2 separate regions of the Capsicum annuum genome follow, and region 2 is linked to region 1. A link is a contact called in public Hi-C data. All regions are on one chromosome and are shown on one strand. Each heading gives the region's core, a stretch centred on a gene start, on an enhancer-like site or on the middle of the called end of the contact. The rest is flanking DNA. Distances are from core to core; before and after follow the strand shown.

Evidence for each region. A called contact is a pair of places that touch in the nucleus more often than the background predicts.
Region 2: a Hi-C map of bud shows a contact between it and region 1, with 4 times the contacts expected there. The contact joins two enhancer-like sites. A contact is called at or near these places in 3 of 5 Hi-C or Micro-C datasets (bud, leaf and placenta).

The regions. Positions count from the first base shown.
Region 1 is chr4:178,429,582-178,436,639 of UCD10Xv1.1, forward strand. LOC124897557 (a long non-coding RNA gene) reads right to left here. Exons shown (of 2, transcript XR_007054297.1): 2 at 3,514-3,702. Among protein-coding and RNA genes, the nearest start is that of LOC124897557, 4.6 kb to the right of the region's middle. Within about 2 kb of position 4,055, at least 4 of the 5 cell types and tissues checked have an H3K27ac peak or open chromatin away from gene starts, as enhancers often do. A contact at or near this core is called in bud and leaf, where this site is marked.
Region 2 is chr4:178,551,560-178,558,617 of UCD10Xv1.1, forward strand. It overlaps LOC107867686 (PH, RCC1 and FYVE domains-containing protein 1-like), which reads right to left. Exons shown (of 9, transcript XM_016714037.2): 6 at 4,656-6,764; 7 at 4,416-4,562; 8 at 3,655-4,190; 9 at 2,969-3,387. The coding sequence ends at 3,228. Among protein-coding and RNA genes, the nearest start is that of LOC107867686, 9.2 kb to the right of the region's middle. Within about 2 kb of position 3,067, at least 4 of the 5 cell types and tissues checked have an H3K27ac peak or open chromatin away from gene starts, as enhancers often do. A contact at or near this core is called in bud and leaf, where this site is marked.

The sequences.
Region 1 (7,058 bases), core at 2,805-5,304:
ATGTGTGTTGGATTCTTCAAAAATATATTACTTTTGAAGGATTTCGATATGCATTGATGATATTTTTGAAAAGTTCTAGCAATATAAAGCTAACGTATTCGCAATATATATTGACCACGCGATATATGTATCATACTAGAGGATGATCCATAACCATAAGAAGAAACCTGCAAGCATTCAACAAATAAAATGCATTTTATGTGTTTCTAACAACAAATAAAATGCATTTTGTTAATTTACTCCCTCAGGTTTTAAAATAGTTGCCTCTCTTGCCAAAAATATTCATTCAAGATTATCCCTACTATTAAATAACTATATAAAGTATATATATTTACATTTATACTTTTAAAGCATAACTAATAAAGCTAATTTGGTAAACTAAGTACCTAATGAATATTTTTTTAAAAAAAATGTCAAGTCAATAAAGATCAACTAGTTCAAAACGAAGGAAGTATGTGTTTTCTAGCACCTATGTGAAAAATGGATAGAAATTGTTAGTGAACACTGCTGGCCCATTTTGTGATACCAAATGGTGCTAGTCCAAGAAAACATGTGTTCCTGCCCTCCTTCATTTAATGCTTCTTCTTCTTTCAACAATAACTCTTTTTCATTCAATGCTCTCATTTCCCTCTTTTCTTCCATTCTTTGGTCATTTCTTCATTAAATGGGGATCACTATTACACTGCATCTAAAATAGACCCCGGGGTGGGGTGGGGGTAGAGGAAGGGAGGATGGCGGTGTTCTTTTTTAAATTCTTTCAATTTTTTGAAATGCAACGATGAAGAATTTGGATGTACATATTTGTCACACTATTAAAAATAGAGGTTTTCTCACTTTGAATTAATGAAAATTTGTGTTATAAAAGCTTGATTTTCTCACTCATTTTTTACCGAATCAACTCACTGAGAAAACACGAGGTGAGAAATAGATTTTTACCGAATCAACTCACTGAGAAAACACGAGGTGAGAAATAGATTTTTACTGCAATATTGGGAGTCTTCCTAATTTTATGTGTGAAAATACACACTATTTTATCTTTTCTCACTGATTCAATTAAAATATCTATAAGAATAGCCATTAAACACTTTTCAATGTTCTTGGTTAATCTTTAGAGATCAAAATTTTGTAGAAGAATTCAATTTCTGTTCAAGGTCTTTGAGGTAAATCTAGCTTGGAGGCTACTCTATGCTAAACCCTAAATTAAATCTATATAAAGGGGTGAATATTCCCTTAAAAAAGCATCTCTAATATCCCACAAAATCATGAGATATTCACAAAGAGATCATCATATGTTTGAGAAATACACGCCTTCGAAATATCCACATATTGTATATCAAATGAAATTCCCATTTCTTCATATTTTGTTTGTGGTCGTTTAATTTTTCATAAACAAAATTTTATCGTAAACAAATTGACACACTCAGTAGGATCAAATTTGTCCCTCATCTCTTCTCTCATAAATCATATATTCAAATTTGTAGCCGCAATATCGTAAAAATAAAAACTCTCTGGGTATTTCAAGACTCGTCTTTGAGTTTCATCAAGTCTACACTCCAAAAAGACTTGAAGTAGGGGGCATTTGTAGACAGAGAAATTTTATGAATGCAACAAGAAGAATTCAAATTCTGATAGAGTTGTTTGAAGCTACTTTATATATATCCTAAAGCTAACTTAGAGGGTTTTTTTATATATAAACCAACCACACAGGTATTCCTGTAGCGGTGGGGGGTTAGGCGTAGACCCCTACCTAGTTTATTCAATATCAAATATTGTACAACAAAGAGGAGTGATACAAGAATAATCATAGATATGGACTTATGAGCATGGGACTTGGATCAGAGACTTGGTGTGTGCAATTGAAGTGTAAATGAGGCCCAAAACACATCAAAATCAGTCCACTCCTAACACTTGATGGGCGCCCCTTAGTGGAGGGGACTTTTGGTCTTTTTAGTTTCTATTATGTAATACACTATATAATGAATAATGTAGGATTTCATTACTTAGTTTTTGGATATTATTGTAAGTAATAAGACACAAGAAACATCAAGTCCTCTCTCTAAAGAGGTTTGGCCGAAACTAGGACAAAATCTAGTGTGGAATCACTAGAAATTGTATTTTTCTTGGAAACGTAGATGTTAGAGGGGTGGAATCTAATCTTGTGTCACGTAAGAGATATGTGAATCATTGAATGTGGTGTTAAGGGTCCAAGAGTGGAATAGGCTCCTTGGGTTATTAAGATTATACCTTTGTGTAGTCTATCTATTTATCCTTTATTTTCATTGTAATCTTGTAGTTTGTGTTCTTGTTATTCAAACTGTGTCTTTTATTGTTGTTATCATATTGTTCTTGTTTCTTCATCTTATTATTGTAACTTAGTTTGATTGGCTGATTTGGTGTCCAAACACCTTGTTATTCTTGTCATATTATTGTTCTTGTTGTTTGTTGTTAAAGCCGAGACTTGGTCTCAAGTGTGCCCTCGATTTTTCCTTCATTTATAGACTATTTTGAGACTGTTTCTTGTATTTTCAAGTTTGTATTGTATCAAGGAGGGTGGAGTGCCTTGCCTTCATTTGTAGCAACCACAAAATATTTCTAGAGTCTGATAGGAAATAAAGACACTATTTCTAGGATCTAAACTACCTAGCCTTTTACAAAAGTGGTGACTCTTAGGGTCTGAAAAAAGATCTTGCTAAAGAAAGCTTAATAATTTTATTCTACGTGCAGCAGAGTTTTCAACATTTTGATCCAAGCATGTAACCTATTCAAGGTGGGTCAAAGTGCCAACTTAAGTGTTTGGTGACCTTTATTCTGAAATATGGCATGTTTAGTTTATCCATTACACAAGCCCCTTTTACTTTCTTTGGTAGTTGATCTTCATTGTTAAAAACAACTTCTTGATTAAGGAAAGTAGCATATTTTGCTAGTGCATCAGCTACTGAGTCTCCTTCCCTATAGCAATGTGAAACATGTATACCTCTTTCTTGGACTCTTTATTGAATTTCTTCTATTATGGAGATCGGATTCTAAAGAATGTTGCATGTTCCTTTTATCATATGGACTATAATCATAGAGTCTAGTTCCATTCTAAAATTATCATATCCTTGATCATAACACCAAGAGACCCCGAAGAGGGCTGCACTTACCACACTAAAATTGTTAGTTAAGAAATGAATAGGATTAGCGAATACCATTACTATATTCCCATTTTCTCTCCTAATAATTCCTCCGTCTCCAGCTCTCCCTGTGCTAATCATGTAGTTTCCATCATTGTTTAAAATTAGATCCTCATCATGTTTATTCCATTTGACTATACAACTGGTCAACCTTGGCCTGTAATCCATGGCGATATTGCATACTCTTTTCCATCCCCATTGATTATTTATTTTACCAAATGTTTTGGCAATGGCGATCTTGGTTTGAAATAAAATCTTATTGTAAACCCATGCCCTAGAAATGGTTTTATTGTTGAATTTTTTTTAGCACCTTGATTTCCACAATACCCAACACACGATATTTGGCATAACGATTATTATCAAATTGTGAACAACATTGTTGGTATTAGCTTTCCATCAGTTGTCTAGAATTTGAATAATATTGTGACTATTGAAGTCAATATCAAGTGGTCTTGAAACCCATTGTCAGGATCTTCTTGCCATTTCTCCATCTGTAAATAAGTGGTTATAGGATTCCTTGATAGGAGCCCTGCAACAAACCCAATCCATATTAGAAGTAGTACCAAATTTTCTTAAAGAATTTTCAAGTGGGAGCTTCTTCTCAAGAAGCCTCCACATTAGCAAAGAAATTTTAAAAGGAATTGTTTTATTCCAAACTAGATCTCGTTGAGGAAAAAAAGGTCTCTTTTGTCTAAGGGCTTGATATGCTGATGCACATGAGAAATTTTCGTTGGATTCAAGCTTCCAAATAGGCATGTCCCTATGACCTTCTTCAATCTTGGTGACAATTCTCATCAACTATCTGTCTAGGGACGGTCATTTCAAGAGCTTCCTTATTCCAAGTGTTGTGCTGGTAAAACTGTTTGACCAAAATATTGCTAGGTTTGTGAGTTTGAACAAGCAATTAGTGAAAAGGATCATTGCTCAACCATTGATCCCACCAGAAGAGTACTTTACCCTCTCTAAGCTTCCAGAAAGTATTATGTTCAATCATCTCTCTAATATCCAACAAATCTCTCCAGTTGGCCGAATCTTTAGAATTTTTAATTTTTGAGATGGAATTAGATCTAGGAGAATATTTAGCATTAAGAAAATTTGTTAGGATAGACGAATCACTTCTGAATCTCCACCATCTTTTGGCATAAAAAATCCTGCTTATGTCCTGAATTTTCTTAAAACTAAGACCTTCTTCATTATATGGATAACACATGTTATCCCATGAACTCTAGTGATAATTATTCTTTCCTTCTTTGGTTCCCCAGAAGAAATTGGTTAGATGCATTTCTATTTGATCAGTACTGGTCTTTAGAGGGACTAAAGTGGCTATATTATAGAGGATTTGGGATTGAAAAATGTGCTTAGTAATAATGGGCCTCCCTCCTGCTGATAACATGTTGCCTTGCCATCCTGCAACTTTATTTAGAACTTTGGTTGCCATATCTGCAAAATAACCAACCAATTTCTTTCCAACGTACAAAGGGCATCCCAAATAAGTGAAAGCAAAGTCAGCGTCTCTGAAACTAGTCCACCTTCTCAGCCTTCTTTTAGATCTCCTATAAAAACATCCATAGGTATAGAATGTAGTTTTTTCCTTGTTGATTTGTTATCCAGAAGAAAGTTGATAGCTATTTAGTCCCCTCATAATCATTTTGACTGATTGCTTATCCCTGGAGGTAAATAAAATTAGATCATCCGCATAGCACAAATGATTAATTTGAGGGCCCTTCTGGCTCACAGCATAACCTTTGTAGCCTGGAGAGTTATGGAGCTCAGTAAGATTTTTTAAAAGCACCTATGTGGCAATAATAAAAAGATCAGGGGATAGTAGATCTCCTTGCTTAACACCTCTTGATGAATCAAAGAAACCATATCTGGTATCATTTATAATAATGGAGTACCATTTATTGGAGATAATCCTATAAATAAGGCCAGTTACTTTATCTGAGAATCTAATTTTTTTTCATAGTATTGATGAGAAAAGTCCAGGACAACAGGTCATAAGCTTTTGACATATCAAGCTTGATAATAAGGTTTCCTGAACCATCATGGTGCTTGATATTGTGAACCAGTTCTTGTGCCAGAGAGACATACCAGTTCTTGTGCCAGAGAGACATTCTTTGTGATGAGTCTACCTTTAACAAACCTGGTCTACTTCTTATGAACCACTTTCTGCTTCCAAGTCTCATCCACCAGCTCCTTGTAACCCGATTGTTGTGCCCAAAAGTTGAGAAATTTGAAGTAATTAGTAATCACTTGATTGTTGTTGTAATTCATCATAAGTAAAACATTATGGTCAGAACGAGTTTTGGGCTTATGATCCACTCTGGTAGTTTGAAATTGGTACAACCATTATTCATTCGTAAGAACTCTATCTAGACTTTTACAAATTCTTTTCTTTTTCCTCCTCCCATTGCACTATATAAATCCATTACCTGTATACCCTGCATCATGAAGATCACACCTCTCAATACGATTAATAAAGTTAAGACTCTTGCTCAACTTGTGTTGCTTCCCCTCTTTCTTTTCCACAAGAGACAGAATAGAGTTAAAATCTCCAAAAACTACCTATGGACCATGGATACTATTACTCATGACTGCAAGATTTTTTTATAGCTTCTTCCTCCTAGCTATTGTAGATTTGGCATAAATGGCAGTAATCCAAAAAAAGTTATTGCTCCCTGTATTGTTATTTCTACTACTTCTTGTTGGAAATTACTTCACACTCGTAGGCATCCTTCCAAAACATCTAGATTTTACCGTTCACGTTGTGTGAGGTATGATCCATACCAAGTACGATTTTTGTTTATGAATGTTTTTCCTAGGTGAGAGAACTTGGTTGCTGATAATCTCATTAGTTTCTTTGTTGATAGGATCCAACTCTTTTTCCCTTATGGGAGCAAAGGTTTCTATGAGACTGTCTGCAACCTCTTCATGAGAAAGATAGTTCTTTTCTTCATTTTCTGATCCCTTTTTTCTTGTGTTTGTTGCTTCTCCTATTTTATTATTTGGATTGTTGTTGTTGCATACCTGTCTTTTTTGTACATTTATAGTTCCCAAGTCGACTACCAGTTCACTCGAGAGGTCAGGAATGTCATTAGAATTTACCGTCATGGGCCGAGATCGATAACACCTCTTGTTCACCTATATGTTTTACCTGCTCAATTTTTCTTAGTTGGTCTTCCTGGTGGTTGTTGATGTTGTTATCATTGCCAGTTTATTATTTTTTTCTCAAATTTATATTTGTTGTCCTGCTTCTTGGTTTTCACTTCTTTAAAGGATTCTATATTATCCTTTTTCGTAACTTTCTTTTCATTGTAAAGTTCCTTCCTTGTTCCCAATTTGTTTTTCCCTCTGGAGTATGTTTTAGTCTTTGTTTTGTCATAACTAACTGCTTTAGGAAGGTACTAGTAGGCAATTGCTTCAAAGTGTTCCTTGTCTTCTTTGAGGCTTTATTGTTCTGATGCTCCCTGAACTATAGATTATTAGAAATTTCCATGTCATCTTGTACCTTACTAGTTTTCTCATACGCTTCATTATAGTCTTGGTAGGTAGAGGTTCCGATGTGTTCTTTTTGCAAATCAATTGGTTGTTTCCTTGGAGTATCTGTGAACTTTTTGCTTTGATGATCCACTGCGATATCTGTCTTATCTATGTTGTTTTCTTTTCCTTTCTGCTCTTTGAACTTTCTAGTATCTATGGATTATGGTTGTTTATAAGCAGTTCTTTTTTTTCTATTCCTTACTTCTTTGAAACCTTCTTCCACGTCTTTCTCGTTTGTTTCGATTTCGTTTCTCCCTTGTTGTTGTGTTTGTCAACTGAATTTCCATTGTGATAATCTTCATGTGCCGCATTTTTGTTTGTCATTTTCTAAATCTCGGGACTCTT
Region 2 (7,058 bases), core at 1,817-4,316, 120 kb after region 1:
TTGAAAGGTATGAGAAATACTATAGAAAATATCATTGCAAAAAACTGAATTAAAAAGAAACATGAACCTATTAAATGACGCTGCTAAAAATACATCAATAGAGCAACAAGTAAAATCATCACCAACATCAGAGACTCAAGATTGTTGTAATTGTTTAACCCCCAATACATAAAAGAATAATATAAATATTTTCACGATGAATGTTTAAGAACTGTGCTACTCTAAAGTTACTATGGCAATTTCATCAATTGTCGGAACATAATTATTCCTTGGACGTGGAGGATCGTCATTATCACTTGTGTATCCTTCAATTACCTTTCTGACCCTGTAATTTCAGAGTAAAGATTCGTAGCGTACACGTTGGTCTTGTACGTCAAACCCAATTGAAGACGCTTCCAGTCCTTCACTTAATATTTCTGCATAAGCAGCAACAAAAACGTCACAGTCCCTGATAATAAAATAATACTATTATTTAACAAGACATTAAAAATATTATTACATGTTTATACATCTTATAAAGTTAAAAAAAATAAGAGCACTTACAGAGTAGCAGATATTTGCTGAGGTATGTTTTGCACATAGTCAACATCAAATGGGTGTTGATTGAGAAGTTGAGTACGCTGACCAAGCTTGTCTTAATATAATCTTATATAGTTACACATGTATGTGTACACCTTATACAAATCAGAACATAATCTGAACAAATGTATAATGAATTCTTATACATAGAAGTATAAAGTAAAAAAAAAAAAGTGCAACCTGATATGACAGTTTCACATGTATGTGTGAACCTTCATACATGAACCTTATACAAATCAGATATTTGAACCAATGTATTATGAAATCTAATTCATAGAAGCAGAAAGTCAAAACAAAAAAATGCAACCTGATACAACAGTTTCACATGTATGTGTAAACCTTATACAATTAATAATATAATGTTAATACGTGTATAATGAAATCTTATACATAAAAGCATACTGCCAAAACAAATAAAAGACAATCTCATACAACAGTTTCACATGTATGTGTAAACCTTATACAAGTAATAAATATAATCTAATACTGTTTAACATGTATACAAACACCTTATATAATTCACTATATAATTTTAACAACTGTATAATGAAATCTTATATATAGAATAGTGTTGCTAATACATATTTTAATGATAACTATACCTTCGGCAGACATGGTTGTCCAGAATCATCAACCTTTTTCTTACTTGACGATTTTGGAGCTTTCTCGTTTGAACTTGAACCGAAAACTTCCCTCAATTTCTTCATTGTTACTGAGTCGTTTCGGTGCTTCGAACGGTTCTCTGCGAAATTGGGTTCTTCATAATCAAAAGAACCAAGAACGAAATCATCAACGGAAATAGTTTGTTCTTGAGGATCTAACTGCCTAAGTCCTAAACTAAAGCTAGGATCAAATTCCATTACAAAATTTATACTTTACGGTATAACCAATTTCAAAAAAAAAAAAAGCAAATAAAGCAAAGATCTGACTTTGCAAATTATGAAAAAATACAAAAAAAAAAATCAACTTTCACAATGGTATTGACTAACAAAAGCGGATACTTTGATAAGTACCGACATGCAACAAAGAATAATTCGAATTCAAATTTGATTTGGTAAAGTTGAAAAAAAACTTAAAATTAAATGAAGAGGGTGAACTTTGTTTAGTTAATGGTTGATAACTGAAAAAATTTGAAACTCTCTTGATCACGTAAGCTTGATTCAAGGCGTAAATAAAGGAGTTGAGATAAGGAGCAAAAAACGAAAAACAATAATGAAGCAAAATACGGTATTTCTAAATTTAGGCGTGAAATATGGAGTTCAATAATGGAGAAAATATCGAACACAATATAGAGCAAAAGACCACGTATTTGGGATGTATAAGGGCAAAAGAGCAAAAGAACACAATTTAAGTAATTACTTTGAGATTTTTGTAAAAAAAAATTCCCAATATAAGATTTTATTTAATAAAGTAAAATTACCTTGTGTATATATGTAATTTTTGGTAAAAAATTTCCTAAAGCCATATCTCCTAAAGAATATTTTGACTGCTCTTTTTCTGTTCTTTTACTGAAGGGCTGATCTTTTCTCTTTGTTTATCTAATTTTCAATTAATTATAATTTAGACCACGAAGCCAAGAAAATAAGGAATTAAGGCCGAAAGTGATAAATTTATCTCACTTCCTTTAAAAATTCAGAAATAGCATACTTATCCCCTTAATTATGAGTTTCATAGCAACAGTTTCATAATTACATAATATAGCAAGTTGTATTTTGTATTTTTACAAACTGTTGCTACAAAAATACAAATACATATGATTTTTACTGCTCTTATGATCTATATGTATTTTGTATTTTTGCAAACTGCTGCTACAAAAATACAAATACATATGCTACAAAATGTAATTTGATTAAAGTATTGCTATTTTTTATAATTTAATACTCATGCTAATTTATGTATTTTTTTCCTTTTAAGAACATAAATGAGTAAACTTTAAATGCCTAAATCCACTGGCTGCAGCACATCAAAATTTCGACCACGTTCGTAGCTCCAAACTCATGTTGAAGCTTAAAAAAAAAATTAACTTGCTAATCATCAAACGTTAAATACGAGACAATTTGCTAAGAAAGAATGTCGCTAGCCAAAAACTATAAACGGGGATGATTTGTCAAGAAACCAATGATACTTCTCAACGAGAAATTTCCTCTCTTATGTTTCCACAACTCATTCGAAAAGATGAAGGAAATCATCATGCCAAAATTCATTTTCATCAGCTGGCTCTTTAGCTTTGTATATTATTAGGATTTCTTCATTTCTTCATCTTTAGCCCGACTACATAGCGACGAACAACCTATCCGTTACACCACATCATTTGGCTATGCTACTAGAATCAGTTTAGGCTTAAGTGAGAAACAGAAACAAAAATAAAGGGACAAGAATGCGGGTCCTGTTGGGCAACAAATATAATTGATTGATACTATTATATACACTACAATACAGCAACAAATAAGTTAAATGGTGAACCCCCTAAGAAATAAGACTGAACCAAAAAGTAACATAAAAAGTGGCTGAGGAATTTGTGGAATAGGGTGAGAACGGAAGTGAAGGGTCTGGCTCTCTCCCCCCCACCCCCAATAATTTGACTAGCATACCGCACAAGTATTAAAAACGTAGAGAAAAACAGCTAAAACAGTCCTATTAATGAAATTCTAAATCTGGGAAGATGGAGAGAGGGCCCCTTCAGACCTCCGAGCAGCATGGCCTGTAACTGACGACTTGTCAGAACCACGAACATTATATCTCTCGTAAACTTTTTCACGGTTCTCCGACCACCAAGTCTCAGCTTGGTGCTCCCCGAATCTTCTGCGACTGCGGATTGAATTACAACAGAACCAACTATTATGTCAGAATCATTGGAAGCAATGTTATCTAAAGCACAAAACAGATTAATCAAAAATAGGTAACACTAGCCAATTTACCAAGATAAAAAATTTGAATATTATAAAGGTGGATTGATTATTCTCCACTGGTGTTGTTCCTGATATAGAAGATTTTGTTGTGTATGGACCATGATACTGTGGTAGATCATTAGTAAGTTGAGAAAAATCACTCGAGCCAAGTGATCAAGACAATTACCTGAAGCGAACTCGTTTGAGATCTCTAGTGCCATCTCGAAGAGCCATTAGGGTAATATACACTCCAGGCTCGTATTGTTCAATCCATTCAGCCTCAATTTGATTAGGGTTACCAGAAGGCAGAGAATTTCTTGATTTCAATCCGTTTCCATTGTCTTGTAAAGATTCAGCGTCTTCATTATCGATGGCTTGAGACGCACTATTCATGCTCACCTGTGCCCCGCTACCATTAGGCAGTCTAACTTCAGCTCGATCATCTGTACAATTGGAGGTCAGAATTTGATTGTTTGCACTAGCTTCAATGCTACTGGAATCCCTTTGGTATCTGCTGGGGCTTTGCATTCCATATGTATTAAAGTCCATGCTGGTTTGAGAGGCCATGTAAGAGCTAGTGACAGAATCAGATCTCGAATGGCGTTCCCCATTAGCATCAGGATAGTGAATGCCATTTGCATCCAACCCATTCGGTAGGTAAGCTAGTTTCAGGCTCTCCATGTCATAAGCCCCAGGTGGCAACCTTTCAGCCATGTCTTTGAGCTGTAAAAAAGAGCAAATTATAGGGCAACACACCTTCATATTCAGCAAAACAACAAGGTCCAAAAAGATATTTCTAGTCAGTAAGCAATAGACCACCTAAATAAATTTGACCAACATTGTATTTCAATTTGACAAAGCTTTGCAAACAATAATATATACCCACACATATATAGAGAGAGAGGGAGAGTATGTCTGTTGTGAATGTGTTCGTGTGTATGAGCATACCTGTGCCATCAGAGACTTCATAGCTTCTTTTGCAGCTTTGCTTTTGGCAGATTCCTCGGCTGCCAAAGCCATTGCTTCCTGGGCTTTTTTTGTTGATTTCTGCAGCTCCAACTCCTGAAGCTCACAACGATGTCTCAGGTTCTCGACCTAAGTCAACATAAATCACATCAGTTACAAGGAACTAGGAAATAGTATATAACTTGAGCAAAATGTAAAGCACAAATGGGAAAACTTTAATACCTGAGCCCGCAATTTATGAACTTCCTGATTTAAAAGCTCATTGGTTTTCTTCAAACTGTCAGCAATGCTTTTGGAGAATGAAAGTCCTGCTGTGGTAGGCACTGGTGTTGCTGAGCGTGGTGGGCTTGGCTTCCTAGAGAAAGGTGATACAGATCTGGAACTAACACCCGATTGGATCACAACGGGTTTTGGTACTGCCCAGCGCAGATCACCAGTGGTCGACAAAACTACATCTTTCAGCTGTAACAAAGGAGCTTGCGAGGAACGACCCAAGGAAAATGTCTCAGCTTTTTTTCCTTGTTTGACTGCTTTACTATCTAGCTGCTTGATCAAATCAAGATTGGGTGGCATTCCTGATTTCGCTGATCGTATATCAGCCTTGTCCAGCCTGTCCTTGTTCTCACCAGAAAGCCGAGGTCCGGCACTTCTCCTGTTATTGATTCCAATCTCAGCAACCTTACTCAGTTTTGTGAAACAAGAATCACAGACACGATACGGTTTGTTTGGATTTGGGGCCAATGCTGCCCTTATTGCTTTTCTTGAAGTACATGAATGGCAATGCACAAGGCCGCAGTTGTAGCAATTGTGTCTTTTCCTTGTGAAGCCAAAAGCCTGTCTACAGGCTGAACATTGGGACTGTTCAGCACCAGAAACCCATTTGTGAAGACATATCGCAGCAGTGTAATTAGAACCACAAGCAATATATTTCACATGTCTGTCCTTCAAAGCTTCAACTAAAGTGGGGGCTTTCCGGTCCTCTACATCCCCATGACCTAATCTCCCATTGGCTCCCTTACCCCATGTATAAACCTCATTTTTGGATGTCAAAACAGCCACATGGTATGAACCAGAAGCAATATCTTCAACGATTTCCCCCGAAAGTTTGTCTTCTACCAGGCAAGGCAACTTGCCATCAGAATAAGGATTTCCAAGTTGTCCATAGACAGTACTTCCCATTGTAAAAACATGACCAGATGTGGTCAAGCAGACAGTTAAACTATGCCCACAAGAAATTTTGTGAAAATTGTAATCAATAAGTGCAGGTACACAAGTAGGTTCCAATCGAGGTTCTTTATCACCATGTCCAAGACGATTTTTATCTCCATCTCCCCAAGTAAATAATTTTCCAGATGAAACACTAGCACTAGATTGTGTCACAATAACTTCAACTACAGCAGCAGTATGCCATACCCCACATGCAGCAGCAATCGTCCTCAGACCTGACAGAGACTTCACCTCCCTGGGGAACAATACATTTTCCCTATCACCATGGCCTAAAACACCAAATGTTCCATCCCCAAATGTGAAGAGCTGCCCATTTGATGTTATTAAAGCAGTATGCCATGGACCACATGTTACTGATGCAACTTGAAGTCCTTCCAGAGGGCCTGATATTCTCTTTGGTATCCAGTGGCTGACGTCAGTGCCATTACCTAGAAGCCCAGCATTGTGTGTGCCATCCCCCCAAGTATATAATTCACCAGCCATTGTAACAGCACAGGTGTGAAACTCACCACATGCAACAAAGTCGATGCTGCAGAAGGACAGTGATTCAACAAACCGAGGTTGAGTGACATCTTTCCCAACACCATGGCCAAGCCGGCCACCAGATTCTTCACCCCATGTAAATATTTCACCTTGCCTGGTGACAAGGGCAGCATGCTTGACCCCACAAGCTATATGATGAACATCCAAAACTACACTAGATTCCAGTGGTCTTGGAACAAGCACGTCTGCCCTTGTGCTCATCGTACTGGAATTTTTTTCAGGTCCAACCTTGACAATATTATCACATATTACCTCACCCCAAATATAAACATCACCCAAAGCATCACAATCATCTGGTGCAGAACCATGACTAGAAGTACTGGGGGCACTGGAGACACTAACTCGGAACACGTCTGAAGCTGATCCTTTGGCTTGAATGTTCTGCATATTTGCTTGATCCAAAGCTACATGTGACCTTTCAGACTGCACAAAGTTACAAGGCTGATAGCTCTTAGGCGAAGTATTAGGGTTGGAACTTAAGGAAGCGTCTGGAGAGCTAATTTCTTTTGTAGCACTAACAGAACTAGAACTTGGACTATTTGATGTCAAATCTCGACTATCCTGCAAAAATTGTTCAGTTAGAGGAGTGACATTAGAAATTTGATATTACTTGCATGTCTACTGCATCCCAAAACGAAGTACTAAAACAAAAAACAATTTTAAGATTAAAAGAGACTGAAATCTTTTCTCTTTTTTTTTCTGTAGTGAAGGGAGGGGGCAGAGAATGTGAGGACCAATCTCTGATGAGATCAAATCAATTCAAGCCATGAATTAATGCAAATCCAAATGAAACACATTCCTCGTCAGAATTACAAATATCAAATTCAGACTATCCAAACAAATATTATCTTTCAC